Linked DNA regions of Sus scrofa: region 2 is linked to region 1. Evidence: chromatin contacts called from public HiChIP or PLAC-seq data. All regions are on one chromosome and are shown on one strand. Each heading gives the region's core, a stretch centred on a gene start, on an enhancer-like site or on the middle of the called end of the contact. The rest is flanking DNA. Distances are from core to core; before and after follow the strand shown.

Region 1 (7,415 bases), core at 1,598-4,097:
GGGTAGGCAAAGATTTCTTAGACTAGATAGAGAAAGTACTAATCATAAAAGGGAAATATTGGTAAATTGGACTTTATTAAAGTCCAAATATCTCTGCCGATCAAAAGACACTATTAAGAAAATAAGTAGGCAGTCTGAAGAGTGGGAGAAAATATTCATAACACATATATTTGCCAAAACATTTATATCCAAAGTATATAATGCTCATCTACAACTTAATGATAAAAAAACAAACACACTTTAAAAATGGGCAAAAGGCTTGGAAATGTCACAAAGGATGACATAAATAGCCAGTAAGTATGTTAAAATACATTCACTGTCATTAATCACCAGAGAAATGCTAATTAAAATCACTGGTATACCACCATGCATCCACCAAAATGACTTAAAATCTAAGATTGACTACATCTAGTATTAGCAAGGGTGTTAAGCTGCAAGAATTCTCATAATTGCTGGTGAATGTATAGACTGGTAAAACCACTCTGAAAAATTGTGTTATTTCTTGAAAAGTTAAGTATATATCTACTCTATGACCCAGCAATTCTACTTCTAAGTGTTTATACAAGAGAGTTAAAAAAAAATGTATTCACAAAAACTTGTGCTATATTCATAGCAGCTTTGTTCATCACAGCCAAAAAAACTAGAAACAACCTAGTTAGGAGTCTCTTCCTTGTCAGACGCCTAGCTACCTGTCCACTGTTGTCTTACATGAATCACCTTTCCCTCCCCACCCTTTCACTTATACTCTCAGAACACAATACTCTCTCTCATGCTCATGCCTCTGAAAAGTACAATTCCATCTGCCCAGAATTCCCTCTCCCTCTACTCCTGTTCTCCTGGTCCATCCTCCCAGGATCAACCTGCATTCTCTGAGGTGCCTGCCTTCACTCCTCTTTGTGATCTTAGGCTTGCTTTCCCCTAGGATCCTGGGATGATCATGCTGCATAATCTTTTATGTTCATGTTCATCCTCCCTGCTAGCTCGTAAACTTCTATCTCATATCTCATTTGCACCAAGCATTACATCTAGCACACAGTAGATGTTAAAATTTAAGTATATGCCAAAATCTAACATGCTGTATCTAATACTGAAATACATGTTCTCATTTACCTTTATTTCTAAACACAGATAAACATAATAATAATGCTACCAATTCCATGGCATGACCCTCCACACTCTAAGCAGTGCTGGAAGGAAAGGCGAATAAATATACTGTGGTGCTATTGGTCAATGTTTGTGCTGTGCCAATTACCACATGTCCTCTGAATTTTACCAGGGCTCTCAGCCTTTCAGTTTTTTAATGATTTACATAGTAGTGGAGAAATCTTAAGCAGATAATCCTGTGAAAGTGTGCTTTTTGTTTTATAGTGGGCCTAGCATGTAGGGTTTTTTTTGTTTGTTTGTTTGTTTTGTTTTTGTCTTTTCTAGGGGCCGTACCTGCGCCATATGGAGGTTCCCAGGCTAGGGGTCTAATGCGAGCTGTAGCCACTGGCCTATGCCAGAGCCACAGCAACGCGGGATCAGAAGCCGTGTCTGCAACCTACACCACAGCTCATGGCAACGCCGGATCGTTAACCACTGAGCAAGGGCAGGGACCGAACCCGCAACCTCATGGTTCCTAGTCGGATTCGTTAACCACTGCACCACGACGGGAACTCCCTGACAAATGTTTTTTAGGAGATGAAAACAAATACACTTACCTAAAGACCTTCCTGAGTAGAGGTTTTCCATATGCAAACTACTCTAGCCAAATTACTCCTCTTCTGGTTCCTTACAACTCCTGTAATTTTTGTATGCGTTAATCAAATAAATGAGAGGAAAAAAGTAAGTGTTTTGGAAGTAATGACACTGTCTATAATGAATGCTACTTAGGTTCTCTAAATTCCTTATTTCCGTGATAGAAATTTACTAATTCAAATGTCAACGCATGCTGTATAACACCTAACCCAGCTGGTGACAATATCTGGAAAAGAATCCCAGACATCTAATAAGAGATAACACTGCAATATTATTTGCAAAAACAAAATGTATTTCATAGGTTGACAGAAGTCATATTTCCTATTGAAGTAATTATTTATAAAAATCGTTTTTATTATTAACTATCCAATGCTGTTTCATGTTAGCTTACTTATTGAAATGAACTGTTCCAACGTGAGCCCATAGCTAATAAGGCTTCGGAAGTGTGGAAAATTTACTGGAACTCCAAAAGAACTGTCCTGAATCTAGGAGAAATTGATTTTGGTTCTTTCTAGCTCTCTGCCCCTCATTTGTATGTGACCTTGGGGAAGCTCTTAGATCTTTTTGAATCTCCCAATCCTTGTCTCTGGTTGGACTAGAAAGCCTTAGCTTATTTATAGCCTCAAGATTCTATGATGTCATGGTTCCTTCTCTATGCGTGTTCTCTTGAGAACCAAGCAGGATCAATAGTTTTCAGAAGAACAGAAGTACAGAAAAAAATGTGTTGTACTGCCCTAGCTCTACCCCTCCCAGGTTATGACTCCTTCTGTTACTTTTGACTGGGTCCTACCTTCCGTTTTTGGTCCAGTAACAGGGCTGCCATTTGGGAATGGATTCTCAGGCTCTAGTTGCTCCCCAGAAAAGCCTCAGCAAGTCATTTTACCCTTTGCCTCTCACTCTACATGGGTCTTTTCGAGAATATCTTAATGAAATATTTCCTCATCCCTGCGGACAAAGAGATTTTTATTGTGGGGGTGTCCCATTATTTTCCATCTCAGGGACTCCTCCTTCATTGTTTCCTTTTCTCTTCTGCTTCTCTTTCATGGCTGCGCGTTTCTTCTTCCAGTGTTGCGGGCTAGGTCAGCAGCTGCAGGAGAACTTGATTAGTGCCTTGCCTCAGTGCAGATGCATTTCCCTGACAGCATCGATCCTGGGTGCTTTCGCTTTGCAGGCAGCTCCACAGAGGAGGAGCTTGTACTGCAAAGGAGGTGGACTGTTGTCTGTTCAAGGTGAGTTTGGGGCAGGCTACTAATTCATTCCTCTTTGCTCAGCTGTTAATTTTGCTTAAATAGGAACTGCTTGCAAATTTTTATTTAAAATCCACTGCCTGACTGAGACCTTCTGATGGCAAGATTCAAAGACAATTTTTATTGCTAAGTTATTAGTCCTTTGAAAGAAGGAAAATTTGATGTTTAATATTTAAACAGTCTCTATTTTGCTGAATTCTTTGATATCTGAGTGCTAACTGTGTAACCATTTAAGGTCCATTTCTAGAGACTTTTCCAGACATTTAAAGTACTACAGGAATTTATTTGTAATACTCTTGCATGAAAAACTGCCATTCATTTCTTGCCATGGTGTCATTGCCAGAGATATGTCCATTAGGAATGAGATTTAAAAATATCTTATATTTTTATGCATTTCAATTTGTCCACTATACTGGACTTTTTTTTTCTTGAGGACAGGAATAAATTGCTTTCGTCTTTAAAATATAATCACTTTTTCAAATTTTGGAAAAAATAACAGAATTTAGCACAGGGAAACTGTATTATCTCTGGGAAAAGAGGATAACTGCAAGCATTTTTATTAAATTTTTTTTCTTGATTTTTGGTTTGAGGTTCAGGAGTCATTGAAAAAAATACTGGCACAAATTGCCAGGGACTAGATCTGACTAAAGGTTCATTTGTTCATGAATTTTTAGGACATTTCCACCTTTATGGAGCCTGTGCCTCCCTTAACCAAAATGTTCCAGCTCCACACCAACTGTCCATATTTCAAAGGCATAGTCTATTACTTGCACAAAATTGAACTACAATTACTCAACAGCCCAAAACAATCTATTCAACATATTTTTTTCCTTGGTATCCATAATTCCTACAAGTATGTACCATACCAATATAAGAAAATTATTTACATGCTTCCAATGGAGTGCAGAATTAACTGTTAGGTGCAACACAAAGATGTGGTTCCATGAAAGGAAGCTAAAACCCATTGTGGTTTCAAATTAGCAAATTCATTCATGAGTGCTAATTGTGAATTAAACTGTAGGTGTACAACCACCACAAAGCAACTTTCTTCCATAAACTGTGTCCAATTCCATGGACAAAAGGCAGCTTAATATGGCGGAAAGACCTAGGGGCTTTGGTATCTAGTCCCAGGTCCTCCATTTACTTTGCCAGATGACCTTCACCAAGCCAGGTGGTCATAGTTTCCTTAAGTGTAAGGTGGGAACAGATAATTCCAGATCAAAGGAGACTATATGAAAATATTCCCCAAACTTTGTGAATGTGACTTTTTTTCACATACTTTTTATTTAAGGTTGGAGGTGTATTTGGAATGCTTGCTTCACTCAGAGCCCTTTTCTCTAGGAATTGCCCATACTGGTAACCCTTCCTAAGGAGGTAGGCATAAAAATCATGTTTGTATCTCCCTCCCTGGTACCACCAGTGGACACTGGATCAAGGACACAAATGGCAGTTAGGAATCAGTGCTGTCAAAATTAAAGAGACCCAAGAATGTCCTTCGATGGTAATCTGGGGATCATGAGAAATTGGGATCTATGATGGCTATTTTCAACCATAAGCATACTGATGACGGGTAGAGAATGCTGGAGAATGGAGCAGATGTGCAGAGAGAAGCAAAACCAGTAAATCATGTGGTCACGGTGGAGACAGAGGAAGTACCTTGGTTCTAGGTCTCATTCTTAAACCAATGCATGGTCTGAACATTGATTTTTCCCCCCCTCTAGGATCACCAGAAGATGGCCCATTTTAACCTCATAATAAACTTCTCTTGAGTGTCTTTCTCTTCCTGGCAATGAGTAGAGCTTTGGCTAAGACATTAATACCACAATTGAAAAGGTCATTACCAAAAACACTTTATATTGTACCAAAAGCAAAAGTCTCCAACTGTCTTTTTTAGCTACCAAGATGAAACTCTTTCTAGACATGTTTGTCCAACTATAAAATGCAGACTGTTGCATAGAAGATTCAAGAACAGGTTAAATTTGCAGCATGTGGATTTACTAACTAGATTTGAAAATGTAATCCAAACAATATGAGGTGTTACCTTCCAAATGAAACTCTCCCTCTTGTCTTTCCTATATGAAACTTCAGAATCCATAGAAGGTACCACAGTATAATAAAAATAATATAAATTTTAGAATTAGATTCAGAAGTTCTGATTCCTCTAACTATGAGCTCTGTAAATTTGGTCAAGTTATTTAAGCTCTCTTAGCTTCGGTTTCCTCATCTATACAATATTTCCCTTTCAGTTTGCTGCAGGGAATAAATGAGGTAATTTATATGAAGAGCTTGGCTCCTATCAGCAAATGTTCATCTCCTCTGTCCCCTCTTCCACCACGTATGTGCTATTTTTTTTTTTTTACAACAAACCACATAATATAATTCCAAGTTAATGAGGAAGGCATAGAAAGAAACTAGAAGGGAAACAAGCTCTTTTTGACTTCTTTACCTAGTCAGTCAGAAAGTTTCTTACATTATTGTCAAAAAGAGGACACACAGGGCTTAAAACCAGACTTAGGCAGAAGGGACATTACTTAATTCATATATGCATATTTCAGTCAACGAAGTACTTTTTCAGCGCAGTAACACGTGATGCTAATACATGTCTGAGCCAGTGTGTGCGTGTGTCTACATGTACCATCAGGGCTCACCTGACAGTGGCTTTGTTCATCCTATAAACTAAAGATCGATTTGTTAAGCATATCTGCTCATTTGCATGAAGAAAGCTTGAAAGTTTCACTTACTTCACACACTGCTTCAACATTCAGGCATAAAACCTATTAAGCCCTTAAGATATTATTTAATGTAAAATAAGAATATATTTTTTGTTTTTTTCGGCTGCCCCTGGGCATATGGAGTTCCCTGGCCAGGGAGCAGATCAAGTGGGAGTTTGACCTAAGCTGCAGCTGTAGCGACGCTGGAGCCTTAACCCACTGTACCAGGCCTGGGATTGAACCTGCATCCCAACACTCCCAAGATGCAGTGGATCCTGTTGGGTCAGAGTGGGAACTCCAAAAGAGGAATATTCTTGACAAGGAAGTACTATGAGAAATATCCATCTCCAGCCCTGCCAGTCCATGTAGCACTATAGAAAACCATGTGCATTCCTTAAAACATCTAATTTCCTATATAATAGATAGGGCAAATAATCTTCTCGAAACCAGGCCTCAGTGGCTATGATGGGGTTTGCAGCCTAAATTTCAAACTGCATGTTTTCAAAGGAGGGGCACAAAAAGGATCAAGAAAACCATATGCTATTAGCTTCATACATGAATAATTATTCCTCAAGCAACTTGATGGAAAACCACCAATTCACAAATACTTTTCTGAAGGTACTCTCTCCAGCCTCTCTCCACCCATCTATGCCTAGTCTTTGTGCCAGGCCTAAATAACCTGAAAGTGGATAGAAAACAAAGAAAAATATTTATATCCTAAAAGAAGATCTTTCTTTAAAATGAGTGAAAAATAGCAACTATATTCTAATACTCTTATTATATCCTTAAGTTGATGTTCTTTTGTGGTTGTGGAAAATCATAACTTCATAAAGAATAAGAACAAAGCACTTCTATATTTACATTATTATCCTTAGGCTGTGCACATAACATGCTAATTCAACACCCAAAGGAGAGGTATCAACAATGACAAATCAAGTTTGAACAGGTTATTTAAATTGGGAAATCTGATAGCATACCCAAGTTAATAAATTATAGCCCATTAGTCCATAGTTTTATACCAGCCTCTGTCTATTTAAGGTCTATTTAGAAAAGTTTTCAAGCAACTACTGTAAACCGAACCCCTTTTTGATTTTGCTATCAGATTAGTGTTTAAATAAGTTTATGATATAAGCATTATAACTGTCTAAAAGAGCACTCCCCCTCCACCCCCCCAACCCCTCACTAATTTAGGTTAAAAACAAAGTAATGGCAGCAAAAGTGTCTTTAAGTTTTGCAATAATCCTTCCAGTACTTTTGCATCCCAAAAGGCTCCAGATGTGACCAGCCACTGCAAAATGGTAAGTTGTTTATCAGCATTCTACACTGGGAACTGGCACCTGTAATTTTACTCTTATTTTGCATCAGCATTAATAAAACACTAAAAAATGACCAAGCGAAGGTTTTGTGTAATCACACACACACCTTCAGGGTGAGTTGCCCTGTCGGCTGTCTGTCGTCCTTAAGGTGCCAGCTACAGCAAGCAGCTTCCTTCTCTGTTGTCTGCGTAGCTGCTATGAGCCTGCTTGGACAGGGAGTTCTGCTGATAGCTGGACCTGGAAAATAATGGTGAAATGTTGTTCTGGCAGCTTTTAAAGAATCGATTGTTGATCCATTTTGATAATGCAAATACAATCTTTTTCTTTCATTCTTTTCCCTTCTTTTCTTTCTTCCCCCTTATTCCTTGTTAATAGTTGTCTGCAGCAAAAAAAAAAAAAAAAAA
Region 2 (7,415 bases), core at 2,720-5,219, 59 kb after region 1:
CTAGTCGCCCACCACTGAAGGGCTGGATTTAGTGTACCTTGGGTCATAATGAAACTAGTTTGGTGGTCTTCGCCTCCTCAGTTGACATTTTCCCACATTAGAAAACCAGTACAAGAGTTCATGCAATTCCCTGCAAAGGACAATTGCAGTTCGGCCCAAAACCAGAACTGGAGTGTGGATGGGATAACTGGAAGAGAAGCTAGAGGAATCAACATGGAGACTTTTCATCCTAAATTAAACTCTTGCCTAAATTTAGAATGAAAAAGGAAGGGGGAAAATAACTGCTTGTGTACTTTTATTTCTGTCCATATTCTGTAATCTCAAATACTATGTAAAGACATCTCCTTCACTGTTCCACTTCCTTCACTGTTCATGTTCTTGACTCTCTCTATACCAGCAACTCCAGCTCCTGGGGCTACAGAGGAAATGACTGCATCTCAACTAGATTGCATGTCAAGTGTACTTGTGTCTTACCTAACTCTCCCTGATTCCAAATTTCTCTTCTCTAACCAGCTATGCCTCACCTGTCCCTTAATCCAGGCACAGTCCCAGTTCCTGCAGGGGGTCCTCTGTCGTGACAAGAACATACGTTCATATATCTTCTTTTTTGTACCTAGCTATGTGGAACAGTTAAGACCTAATCATATACATCTGAATTTCCTATTACTATTCTATTTGATTGATTTAAATGTAAGTGAACATTTAAAAGGTAGAGAGAAAAAACCCTTCAAACATGAGCTGCTTCCTTCCTGACCTCACCAACCCTCAACAGAGATGATACTTTAGGTCCTTTTTTCCTTTGGAAAAAGACACTAGCTCTGAATCCTTTCATAATTCTACCTGATTTAAATTTGACTTTTATCCTGCATGATAAATTAAGATTCTGTATCTTTTCCCCCTTGCTTTTTGGAGCAATTTGTCTAACCCAACACCTGCATAAGTAGATCACATCCTCTAAGTGACAGGAAGGCACTGGGAAGGGTAGCATTAGTTCCAAGAAGAGCTCCCCTACCAGGGGGCATCCTGACCTGGATGGTGCTTGCAGGCTTCAGGAGTGGGTGCATTTAGAGGCCCACTCACTGTAGGAAGGTCATCTGATGCCTCTGCTTGCATGTAGAGTTGCCTGGACAGCCACTACAGGTCTTCTCTTACAGTATTCCCAAGCCGCCAAAATCCCCTTGGAAAAGAAAAAAAAAAAAAATTCTACTTAGAGTAAGGAAGCATTGTCCCCGGGAAGATCCCAGGTAGCCAGGAGAAGAAGAAATCCAAAGGTTGGTCCCAGCACAGTGCTTCCCTGTAGCAGGAAAATGTGCCTTTCCTGGAGCCTGGCCGACTTTGCCCTAAGGTTGCATTTCCACACAAAGAAGCCTTTAAGGGTGCTGTTGCAGGCCTCCACACTGGAGGTTTATGTCTGTCAATCTTAGAAAAAAGGGAGGCTGTAATAAAACTGCAGGAGCCAGTAGTAGGAAATTACAACTCCAGAATCAGCGAAGGCCTGCCTCACAGCCCTGCTCAATGCTGAGCACTGGCCACTCTAAGGACTGAGAACAATAAATCGGAAGGAATTTAAGTCAATTGGCGGCTGGATTGCATTAGCAGGACTCAGAGAAGGGGGCACTTGCTGAGGGTGGTGCACGGATTCTTGGCCATTGCCATTATGCCAGCCCAGCTGGGCCACCCCGAGTCTGAGAGAATGAGAAAAGTTCACCCAAGTCAAACAAGTTGAGGAGGCCTGCAGACACCCAAGTTGGAGGCCGGTGTGTGTGGCAGCCAGTGCAACTTCCAGTGTAATTCAGAGGATTTATAGTTAATAAGAATAAATGCTAATCAAGGTCTCAGTGAGTGACCATGATAGGCAAAAAAACAGGAAATACCTCAGAAGGTGGACCGGAACACCTGCAAAAAGACACAAGGGAAAACAAAGGTAACTGGGAGCTAGGCAGAGAGAGGTGGGAAAGCCACGGAGTTGTGGGGTGGGGGCGGCTGGAGTCAGGGAACAAGTGGTTAATGGAGCTGAGAATAGAGAGAGCATCACTGCCACCTGTCCAGCAGCTCTGCAGCCCTCATTTTGGCAGTGTGGCCCCCGATGCCTGCGCAGAAGGTTGGTTGGACCCAGCTTGAGCGCTTCCTAAAATATCCTTGGGTCTGATGCAATATCACTTTGTGATGGCACTGCATTGCGATGTGGTGACAGGATAACCTGGTGGTGGAGTGGGAAGGCCTTTTATGTCTTCATATGACTGTGCCTGAAAGAGGCCAAGTGAGCAGAGCGTTCCCAAAGGAGAAGAGGTCAGGTGGAAGAGTGCTTAAGCTCTCTGATGTGGAAGGAAGGAACAGAGTTCCCAACTGCCCACTCCCACTGCAGAGACTGGCCACTGGCAGAGGGCTCAGTCAGGGGATGGAGACTCAGGCAGACAACAGGGCACCCTAAAAAGCACAGTCAGCAGAGGAAGGGCTGTGCTAAAACCAACCTGCACCCCAAGAAAGCAGAAAAAACAAGGTAGCTTTCCCCTGAGTATGCCCTCAGGGCAAAGGAGTTGGTTTGGGGAACTGGAGAGGAGACAGGCTTAATCTGGAGAAAACCACCCAGAGCTACCAGGAGCTGGCAGCAAGGTTCCGGTTGGCCTAGGTCTCCAAATAAAAACAATTTGCCTAGGTCTAGGAAAGCCCTTATTCTGCATAATGACATGGAATTTGAAATGTGAATCAAACCTTGCAAAGGAATGCAACTCTTTTTTTCCCACTCCCCAAGGCCATTCTACCATTCTTAGAGGGGGACAGGTGGGTCAGAGGAAGGTTTAAAATTTTTGCCCCTTTACTAAAATTTGAAAAGTGTCAACCACCTCTCCTGCCATCCCTGCCCCCAATGCTCAAAGTGTTCAAAACTAAAAGATGCAGCATCTTTTCAGCGAGTAATCAGCACAAGTTGAAAGGCACATGCTGTTGCATTTCTGATCAGATTGTATGTTAAGCAGGAAAATATCCCCCCCTCTTTCCCCCACTTTTTTTTTTTTTTTTGGCTAAATGCTTGTCTGTTTAAAGAAGCCACTAGGCAGTGCCTCTCACTTTGTCTTGGCAGGGCACAACCATCAGACGAAGTGGGAGGAAGAAACATTAACTTCAACAGCTGTTTCTTGACCCCGGCTGTCAGTCTTCCCAAGAATAAATTTTGGAGAGTCCTATTTGAAACAAAGAGGGAGTTTTGGGGGAGAGAAAAGTTGGTTGGTTCCAGGGCGACCGCCCAAAGGAGCTGGGAACAAGATGTTGGCAGTTACCACGCAGCCTGCCTGCCTCTGCCGGGTGCAGAGATGGAGCAAAGTAACTTGAAAGCTCCCCTCTCGGCGCCCTGTGCCTGCAGCTTCCCCCCCTAACGCGCGCCCAGATCCAGCGCCGGTGGTAAGAGCCGTAGCTCGACTACAGTAATTCCCCAGCTCGGGCGGCTTGAAACTGCTCGGGCTGAATAGCATTTGCTGTTCCGTCCTGTGGCCGCCTCCCGCCGCCGCTGCCGCGCTCCCTGCAAAGCAGCTCTCATTATCCCGGAAGTTGTGCTGACACAGTCTCGCTGCCACCAGAAGTTTGTCAACATCAAACTTCTCCTGTGTGGGGTACGTTCACCTTCCACGAGTATTTAATCGAGCCAACAAGCAAACAAACAAACCCAAATAAACCTGCCCGTGATGTCATGGTCTTTTTTTTTTTTTTTTTTTTTTGCTTTTGCTTTCCTGGAAGGCTGGGGCTGTTAGGAATTTGCTGGTGGGCGCTCAGAGCGCCGGTAGGTTTCTGGGGAAGATAAGGGACAGCCCCCGGATGGGAAGCGGGGAAGGGACCGAGGAGGGCGTGGGGGATGTTGGTGTTAGGGGAAGGGGGCTGGGAGCCCGGGCCAGGGTCAGCGAATTTGTCCTGCAGCCTCTTGCCCACCGCTGGGTTGGAGGATGCACGGACCGGGGCGAAGGTTGTTTCTTTGCGGGCCCACCCCTCAGCAAAGATTACTTGGACGCCGTGGCTGGGCACTTAACGGCGGGAGGGGGGCGGGGGCTGTCTACACTCCCTCTGCGTTGTGAACTCCTGCTGGACAGTTCTACAAACACCTCTCGGGGGCTATCGGAATAAAGGGCATTAGGGTCATAAAATGTATTTGGAGGCTTCGACTGCAACATAAAAGAAATTCCTGCGATATGAGGGCAGGGGCGCACCACCTTTTCTGTCTCTGATGAGTCTGTTCAGATACCTTGATAAAACCATTTCGTCTAAACCGACTCCTTTCCCTGAGCCAAGTCTGCAGGTTCAGAGTTGCTGCTACCCAGCTTGGGTGTTTGTGGTTTCCAGTCGCTTCCCTGCTGAGATACTCTGGCTCTGCGGGGGGGCGGGGGAGGAGGGCGGAGGGAGGAGGAGGAAGAGGAGGATTCTGATTAACCCTTTCCATTCCGTAGTTTTATCTGGGCACCTTTAATCCTTCTCAAACTGGAGAGGACAAGGCCTGACTTGCTGAGTTGTGACGTAGGCATTCAGGATTTGGTGGCATTTGAGGGCCACAGGTTTTTGTGGAGGAGTTGGAACTCAGACGCTGATACTAACTTTTCTCTCTTGTTTGGGAGGCCACTTACTGCATTCAGACCCTGGAGATCAGAGAGAGAGGGTTGCAAGTATCCCCTGTGTAATGTCTGGTCAGATTTGGGCAGCTGAAAGGGTTCAGTGTCCCTAAAATGGGCAGCCCCAAATCTCTCTTGGACTGGAAATCCACTTGTGGATGCAGCAAATTTTTTTTCTATATTCTTCAAAAATAAGTTATAGAGTAAATAACTATCTCTGCAGAGAATATTGCCCATTATCCCACTATGTTATGGTGGGGAGGCTGATTTAATCCTTTTAGGGAGCCAGGTACAGGATTTACTCTTCTTGTTGGTAGGCTGTTATTAACTGTTTTTAGAAAAATTATAACTACAGTCATGAATCTTTGGTAACAAAAAGCAAGACACTTTCTCCTATTTTTCAAACTACCATAAACAGGAAAATTGTGCTAGTCCCAAGGGGCTAGCCTATCTTAAACACAAAATAAAACACAAAGCTAAAAATAAAATCTAAAGAAAATGTAACTGAGGTGTTTCTCTGGCACTGTAAGTTACTTTTGACAAATGCAAATCAAACGGATTCAAATATAGTTTAGAGCAGGCAGTCCTAAAAATAAATAAATAAATAAATAAATAAATAAATAAAAACACACAAAGAAGTGTGCTTTCCTGAAAGTTTAGTCATTCTCTACAGTGAATTTTCCTGTTGGCCATGCCTCAAAAATCTCCCTGAATTATTCAGACTTCTTTTCTTTGGGTGGTACTTTCATTTTTATTTATTTATTTTCTTATAACCCACAAAATACTACTCAACATTATTGTACCTCAGTGTGGACATGAATCAAGAAGGACATGTGGAGGATTCCATTTCCAACTCCACGTGCATGAATTTTTTGCCCTGGTTGTTAATCTGTCATGGTGTAAAAAGCCTGATTTACAAAGGCTGGTGGACTTTTGCAGAGCAAGGTTTTGTATGGTTTCTATGGCTGGGCTTATATACAAATAAAACTATTTTGCATTTCTGTCCACAATTTCCTAGTTGCACAAGGATAATTTTCAGTTTGCAGTTTCTAGTCCCTGAATGGGAGCGGCAAGCATGAGGAAACAATTTCTTTTTACAGTGATGTGAGCTCTATGCTCATCTGGATTTAGTTACTTCATAAGGTAAATATCACTAAATGTGTGCTGGACTCTTTGGGGATCTAAGGTAGTGGACGGGTGAAAATAGTCTACAGCGAAATGCTAAAGAATGTCAAACAACAGAATTCGTTTGCAGAGCTAATTGGGTCAACTATGGTACTCTTTAAAGTGGAAATTAATTCCAACATTTAAAAAAAGTATTTTCAGCTTACTTTTGGTTACATTTAGGTTATTTTAGTCACTATGATTTTTAGAATTTTACCCCAGGAATTCAATTAAAACAGGACCTTCTGAAAAATATACACCCTCCAATGAACAATGTCTGCTAGAGAAAATGTAGGTTTTAAATTTCATGCTAATTACATTTTTAAATAATGAAGTTCTTGGAATTATTTTTTATTTAAAAGCAAAATATCTGATAATGGCCAAAGCTAACCAAACTGCTTTAAAAATTAATGAATATTAATGAAGTTCATGAATAGCACAATACTGCCCCTGCCCGCCTCAGGAAAACAAATGTATTGACTTCATTCTCCTAAAATAACAACCCTTAGTTATTGATGGTTAAAATAATTTTATTGCTAAAAAGATTGTACATAATGCAATTTTTGCAATTCATAAGATTTGGCCCTGTTTTCTGGACTTTACTGGATCTCCTCGCCCAAACTAAGCATGTTTCTTTTTACATATGTGAATGTTATTTCTTTTTATTAATTTGCCACCTCAAGACATTTTGTTTTCATTTTTCTAAGTTTCCCTCCTCTGTCATTTTAGCGGCTCACATGAATGACTCAGGATTTTAGGCCTTCATTTATATTTGGTATATGGATAATGGCATCATTAGTCAGAGTCTCCATTCATCTAAATTTGTCTAAGCATATTGGAAGCTGCCCATGAAATTTTCCAATGAGAGTGACAAATGGATGTCAATCAAGTGGCCCCACCCATTTCAACCTTATTTTGTGTGATGTGTAAATGTTTGCATATATCTCTCCTATGAAAATAGGCTATTTTTTGATCTGGACATCTGCCTGCAAAGGTAGGTTTCCCAGGCAGGTTGGCATTAAACTAAATTGGCAAAACTTAACACCAAATGAATGACAAAAGAAGAGAAATAGTGTATAAAATTAATTAATGGCAAAATCCATTCCCTTAAGATAAATAATTTTTGATGCTCTAAATTTCAAGATTCTACAGTTTTACTTCAAATGAATTTCTAATGAGAAAGGTAAAATCATTTCAAGTAAGCCAGCAAATTTGGGTCAAAATGAAAGCAGTTCTGAGAGAGAAAGAGGGAGAGATGTTCCTGCTTCCTATAGGGCTGGTTGGGATTTTCCGTCTCTTAAAAAGAAAACACACACACATATATATATAATTTTGTATATATTATATATAAATGTGTGTGTGTATGTGTATTAAAAAAATGCACACACAATACTATACTCTGGTGTCCTCCTTGGTTTCCTTTATTTTTAATGACCAGTGCAAACTCTAGTGCTGTTTGGTAGGTGAATATGCTTATTACAACTTGATGCCAGTTTTAATCTGAGATTACTTTGACTGCACTTGAAATCATCACTGTTTTATAATCTGTGACATGTTTTTACATGTTTAGAAGTGCTGCTGCTGCTGCTGTAAAAAATTATGTGTTGATATTATAATGAGTTTATTTGTTTAGCCAAAAAGTATAGCATGTTAAGCTTAGAC

The links. HiChIP or PLAC-seq counts read pairs in DNA pulled down with a chosen protein or histone mark.
Region 2: an H3K27ac HiChIP or PLAC-seq map of skeletal muscle shows a contact between it and region 1. The contact joins two enhancer-like sites. A contact is called at or near these places in 3 of 5 promoter capture datasets (fetal skeletal muscle, liver and skeletal muscle), 18 of 47 Hi-C or Micro-C datasets (adipocytes, adipose tissue, alveolar macrophages and 9 more) and 1 of 2 datasets of contacts at active chromatin or transcription factors (skeletal muscle).

Annotation. Positions count from the first base shown.
Region 1 is chr2:90,290,319-90,297,733 of Sscrofa11.1, forward strand. It overlaps LOC110259414 (a long non-coding RNA gene), which reads right to left and starts at 7,238. Exons shown (of 2, transcript XR_002341790.1): 1 at 7,118-7,238; 2 at 2,691-2,824. Within about 2 kb of position 2,848, at least 36 of the 83 cell types and tissues checked have an H3K27ac peak or open chromatin away from gene starts, as enhancers often do. A contact at or near this core is called in adipose tissue, fetal liver, fetal skeletal muscle and 6 more, where this site is marked.
Region 2 is chr2:90,347,867-90,355,281 of Sscrofa11.1, forward strand. LOC110259415 (a long non-coding RNA gene) reads left to right here. Exons shown (of 3, transcript XR_002341792.1): 3 at 3,080-3,687. Among named protein-coding and RNA genes, the nearest start is that of ATG10, 85 kb to the right of the region's middle. Within about 2 kb of position 3,970, at least 71 of the 83 cell types and tissues checked have an H3K27ac peak or open chromatin away from gene starts, as enhancers often do. A contact at or near this core is called in adipose tissue, fetal liver, fetal skeletal muscle and 6 more, where this site is marked.